Regions from separate parts of the Capsicum annuum genome. Here region 1 is linked to region 2. Evidence: chromatin contacts called from public Hi-C data. All regions are on one chromosome and are shown on one strand. The core of a region is the stretch at or near the end of the contact, and the rest is flanking DNA. Distances in the headings are between cores, read along the strand shown.

The links. A called contact is a pair of places that touch in the nucleus more often than the background predicts.
Region 1: a contact with region 2 is called in a Hi-C map of leaf, with 2.6 times the contacts expected there. The contact joins two enhancer-like sites. A contact is called at or near these places in 3 of 5 Hi-C or Micro-C datasets (bud, leaf and placenta).

The regions. Positions count from the first base shown.
Region 1 is chr9:24,198,357-24,201,517 of UCD10Xv1.1, reverse strand. LOC107842983 (cation/H(+) antiporter 20) reads right to left here. Exons shown (of 6, transcript XM_016687096.2): 4 at 1,432-2,014; 5 at 312-552. Among protein-coding and RNA genes, the nearest start is that of LOC107842983, 7.9 kb to the right of the region's middle. Within about 2 kb of position 1,622, at least 3 of the 5 cell types and tissues checked have an H3K27ac peak or open chromatin away from gene starts, as enhancers often do. A contact at or near this core is called in leaf, where this site is marked.
Region 2 is chr9:24,122,764-24,126,029 of UCD10Xv1.1, reverse strand. No RefSeq gene overlaps it. Among protein-coding and RNA genes, the nearest start is that of LOC107842982, 24 kb to the right of the region's middle. Within about 2 kb of position 1,584, at least 3 of the 5 cell types and tissues checked have an H3K27ac peak or open chromatin away from gene starts, as enhancers often do. A contact at or near this core is called in leaf, where this site is marked.

The sequences.
Region 1 (3,161 bases), core at 373-2,872, 75 kb before region 2:
CAGTCGAGAACCATAACTTAAAATTATAGATAGCAAGTTAATTTCTATTTTGACCATGGATGTTGCAAGAAGTAAGGATAAAAATTTACTTGAAATTAATATATAAGTGACATGATCATAACTTGATTGTAAAAGGGCAATTCGATACACTAATGTTCCCCCTATGTGTGAGATTCAGAAAAGGGACGAATCACAAGAATCTATTGTACGCAGACTCACCTTACATTCCTGCATGAGGCTGTTTCCACGGCCCCGTGATTGTATAAATAACTTCTAAAATAGCAGTGCAATAGAAGGGTTAATAATTTTACCTTTGAGCTTCATCAAAATTAGTACTTCCAGGATGAATGAATCTTACTAATGTAACTCTAATAGCAGGATGTTCAACCATTTTACTACCAATTTCCAATGCCTTACAACAATCAACTCCTCCAAAAAACACAATGCAAACTCTCATCCCATTGTTAACTTGTAGTCCACGATCAATCACCACCGCTACCGAGCACGGCGCTCGACTCATCACTCTCTCATTCACCATTTTCCATCCTTGCCCTGCATGTCGAGGGAAAAATTTAGCTCATGAAAGTATAATCCGCTCAATCCCCCTAGATTTGGGCGGATTGAGACGAGTCATTTTGGAGTAGTACTCCAACTTGTCATTTAAAAGGGTGGACAAATTTGGGAGGCATACATAGGGTTGACTAAATTAGTACATGCAAAAACATGACTCGAAAACTATTTCAAGGTTGGCGGTTTAATGATCTGTCTACTTATTAGCTCAGCACATTTGACATTCGATCGTATAAGTTTGGGCTTAGTTTTAGCTAAATATGTAGCCTGACCAAATCGATCCATGAGAATTTTGACAGATTAATTATTTAGTATTATTTTAATATGTTAGTGTATATAATGATAAGAAGAAATTTTCTACTCGGTAATATAACAAATTACTACAAAAATCATGTAACGAGTAAGATCTGGATGAGTTTGAGACTTCTGAGTTATTAATAGCCCACTATTCACTCCATATTTAGAACTAAAATATTGATTGTGAAAAAACTTAATTATCAAAACATTGTAGTAACTCTTTTTCAGTTTGATGTGTTTGATATGGTCATAACAAATAGCTAGAAAAGCTATGACTAGTTTGATTTGATAATTAAACAAAATATCGAAAAAAAAAATATATATGAAAACCATTGGGTTGAACAGATTAGATTATGACCTATTATTTGATTCAAATTGACCTGCTTATCTTGACCTAAAGCAAATTTTGATTGGTCATGCATGCCTCAACTTGTTTATTCATTTAAAAGTATACGTTTGACCTGCCCAAATATAACCCGACCGTAACTCAATTCGTTTATTAATTTTAAAATATACTTTTAACCCGCTCAAACATAACCCAACCTATCCATTTTACCCTCTTACCTGCATGAATCTCCACTTCATTCCCTTCTATTTGCCAATATTTATAAAATGGCAAAATAATCAATTCAACTCGTTTTTTCTCCGCAACATGAATAATATCCTCATGCAAGTCCGATAAACCAGATATAGCCATTGCGGGTCGAACAATGACCCGTCCTAGCGTGCTATACGCCTCGAACGCTGCGCCCACTTGATCGGTCGAGTTGTCTCCGCGGAGCACCCCACTGATGAACGGGAACCCGTTCTTTCGGGTGCGTTGAACCATGGTTATAGACGAGAGCCGGTCGGTGAATTCCACGAGTCGCATCACGTATAGTTTGATGACTGAGGCGTAGTTATTGTTGTTTTTATCGGACCTTAGTGACTCTATGAGGTTAATGAGCGTATGTGCATCTCTCGGGCCACGTAAGCACGCTAGGATTTGGAGATTGTTTTGTTTTTTGGTCTTTTTCTGTGGTTTTTCGAGTTGAAAATCTTCCTTTGATGATGGTTTCTTGTTAATAGCCATTACTATAGGAGTTGTAATGAAGGTTGTGAAAAGAGCCATGATCACCAATATTGCAAATGTCTCATCGTCCAAAACCTAATGGAGAAAAAAATAAAATTAAATTAAATATTTGTAGTAGTATATATGATGTCAAAATATTAGTGTAATAAATGACTATTCCTCGTGCCAAGGGAAAAAACGTAACTAGAAATTGAATCTAAGAATTAATATGCATCAAGGAATAAATTAAGTATTTAATCATCTCTTAAGTTAGTGTATGCTTATTTAGGTGAAATCACATTCTAATATAATATAATATAATAAATAAATAATTAAATGATTAAACACTTAGTAATCTATTGAATTTGCGAAGATTCATAGTTAAATAAATCAAAAGTACACATATTAATTGAAGATTAAATGAGCATAATAAAAAAATACAAAAATCAAAATAAAAATGTATATGTATTTGAGGGACTAAAAGCCAATTCCCCAAAATGAAATCATTTGACCTGAATTTTGGGTACAAGATATACTCCGCGTTTTGCCCTTTTTACTAAAAACAGTAGTTGTTAAGTTGTTTCAACTTACCAAAACAAATTTATTATCTTCTTTTAATATTATTCCTATTATTAAATAACTGAAATATTAATAGTCAAATTTAATTTTTTCAAAACCTAATAAAATGATATTAGTTTAATAAAATAAATCTCTACTTGACAATCAATGTTTTCCTATTATCAAATCAACATGAGCCAAAAATAAATAAATGATGGAGTAGTTGCTTTCTTGCATAGGATTATTAAACGGTGGAACTAGAGATCATTAAATTTCTCCTTTAATTGTCATCATAACTGTATATAACTAGTCAACTTATAGTATAGGTTACGTAACTCTTTCAGCTTTATATTATCCTTTCATCGATTTCCAACTGGATAAATAAGTGAATGACAATTATTTCAAAGTTATAAATCATCAATGAACGACATGAACTGTGAGAAGTGATCACTGGGGCTAGCTGTTGGCATGTGACATCATAAGGAATTGGGATGAAGAAATGACGCAACAAACAATTATCAAATGCTTGATGAAAGTTTTCTTTTCTTGGTATAACTTATCTCCAAAAGCTCACTTATAAAAAAATATTGGAAATTCCGGTACACCCAAGTTTGCAAACTAGAGCATGGGCAAAAAATATGAGTCTTAATATCAGTTAGACTAAGAATTGAAATAAATATGATTC
Region 2 (3,266 bases), core at 335-2,834:
TATATGGAGAAAATATTCTTAAATTTCTACACGAGAAGTTATGTTCATGATAACCTCATTATTTACCTTTAACAGTGATTAGGTTATAAAAAAGAAACTCCAACATTAGTTTTCAATTTGCCTAAAGATCTAAGTTATCACTTCAAATCAATGGATTGCACGTTATCATTAATATTTTATTTTATACCGTACATAATATATTTTTTTAGAATATAAATATTAAAACATATTTGAATATATTGTTATAAAGAGGAACCGTACATAATATATTTTTTTCGAATATAAATATTAAAACATATTTGAATATATTGTTATAAAGAGGTAATTTTAAAACGAGTCTACCACTATAGTAAACGGCATTGTTGTTATAGGTAGAATTTTGTTATAGTGAAGTAACATATAATATGAAAAATCTGTTTCGATGAAAATCAAGTCGCTATAGTGAAATACCGTTATAAGCAGGGATTGTTATAGAGAAGTCTAATTGTTTATATATTATTATGAGAAAAAGATTTGAAATATAACTAAACTTTGGTGAAATTTGTTGTAACATGCCTTAACTTTGTGAGGATTCTATGAGGCCCTGGAATATTTATTACCGCAAAGACCCTATTCAGATCCTGACGTGCTCAATGTGCGTGATTCACGCAGTGGTCCAACTGACAAATATATGCCACAGAAATATGATAATAAATAGTATGGGGGAGGGGGAGGGGGTCATAGGCCCCCCACAAAGTTGAGGCATGTTAGATCAAATTTCTCCAAAGTTAGATACTTTTCGGACCTTTCTCCTATTATTAAAGTCGTCTATTCATTGATTTGAATATAATGAGTTTGTTCTTTTTATACATGAAACTTTCTTCTTTAACATTAAATACACGTGCAACGCACGTATCCTAAACAAGTATTATCTAAATATATAGGGTCATTATTCCATCTAAAATTTAATTGGACAAAAATGGGTTGGGCTGAAATTGATAAAAATGCGGGTCAAAACCTATCAATTATCATATTCTATTCTTACCAAGGTTTAATTGTTTCGTTTGTTCTTTATAATTTTTTCGTATCTAGTAAAATTATTATTATTTTTTATTATGATTATATATAACATATCACAAAGTGACTTTTTAAATATATTTTGACAAGATTTCTCTTGGATCAAGTTGAGTTAGATATCAATCCAAATTTTGGTGGAATGAATAGACTAAAGTTAATAATAGACGGATCAATAAACAACTTAAACTTGAACGAAATGATCGTATTCTGATTTCATGGGCTAATTTCACCATCTCTAACATTATGTATAAATTAATAATTAACAATATTGACATATAGCATTTATCATGGAGCATTAGAATATGTAACTTAGGTTTTTCTTTTTAAAATAAAAATAAAAAGGAAAGAAATAAAGTTAGTCTGAATTTACATCGAAATTAAGTGTTCTAAACCTGATACTCCGAGGCATAACTTGTGATAAAAAGAGTAGGTCGGTCCAACTCCACTTATATTATTTGCAGAATTGTGGTCGAAATTATAGTTGTAACTCATGATAAGATATGTAGACTGAGCAATCATCTACCAACGTCATGGATTAGATGGCAGAATAATTCGAGATCTCCCAATTCTTAATCAAATATTTTGAATTTGAGTCTTTGAGGATATAAAGAAAAAAAAATCCATTATAAATGGTGTCCTAAAAAATAATCTTGTAATATACAAATTCAAATTTAACTAAAAGAATTTGTTAAAAATGCTACCCTCAAAAATGATCGTGTAATGTATGAATTCAAATTTAATCGAATCCAATACAAATATCAATCACCGGAATTGAAAAAAAAAAAAAAAAAGCGAACCAACCCTCTTATATTTCTATTAGATAGAAATCACAAGGAACACAAAAGAATAATGAAATTATACTATTTGATCCACTTTGTTAAGTGGAAGGTGGTGTAGAGGAAAGCAAGAAATGATTGATCAACAAAGTCAAATTTTACATGGATCAAAATTTTGCCAATAACACCAAGATGAAACTTTGTTTTAAAGTGTTTTTGACCGAAAAAAATTGTGGTAAACAATTAGTAATAAGTGATTTTTATTCTTAACCACAGATTTTGAGTTTGAATCTTTTTGAATATAAAGTCATCTTTGTTAAAAAATATTTTACTTCCATATAAAACTTTTTAATATGAATTAGAGTCTTACCGATACGGATATCCAACACCAAGTAGGAAAAAAATTGTAGAAAACATCACACATGGATATATACAAAATTGTATTATGTACTTGTTGAACATAAGGTAGTGGATGGGCGTGATTGCACTAATCACAGTATCTTTATTTTCTTCCACACAAACACACACACAAAAAAAAATAGCAAAATTGAGGGAGCCATAGAGTGGTCTTTTTCACGAGAACTCTTTTTTTTTTTTTTTTTGATAGTTTTTATATCTAAAAAAAGAACTCCTGGAATCTACAAGGGGTACCAATGATTTATTCATGAAAACCAAAAAATCAAATCAAATTGAAGCGAAAAAATGAGTGTATATTGATTTGATAGTGATATTTGAACTATGGTCAAATTAATATATATTTGAAAGTATATTGTTATATATTTAATTAAGAAAAACTGATAAAAATTGATGTGATGAAAGACCGACTTATTCATATTGGGATTCGGCTCCTCTTCATTTTTATTATCTTTACTTTCCTCAAGTTTTTAAAATGATAAGGGTGTATCTATTAACTTTTTTTTTTACCATAGAATATATTTATATATACATATTTACCATAGAGTAATTTTTTTCTAGTTAAATCGTGGTTAGAAAAAAAAAAGGTTAAGAAGAGAGAGAATTTAAAAAATATATATATTTATGGATAAAATAATTTTGAAATTACTAAAAATTTTGGAAGCAAATACATAAATGAACCATCCATTTTAACTCATTTCAAGTGTCTTTCATCCAAGTAGGAACTTGGGGAAAATGGAGAGGAGCTGAATCCTTCATGCTGCTAGTTGTAACTGTCGGTGTACAAATTTTATATGTAGCCCAATTTATTGTTATGGAATGAAGAAGACTGTTTCCAACATAATTTAATTCATGGAAAATAAACTTCAATCACAAATAAAAATATGAAGAAACAACAGTTTTATTGATAAACGATGGGGGTACAAATCTGTTCCTCCCTTGATTCTTCTCTCTTGATTTTCTCTGCAATTCGAGGGCCGTTAGTGGCTTATTCTCGAACATAGGATGATCTCTTTATGA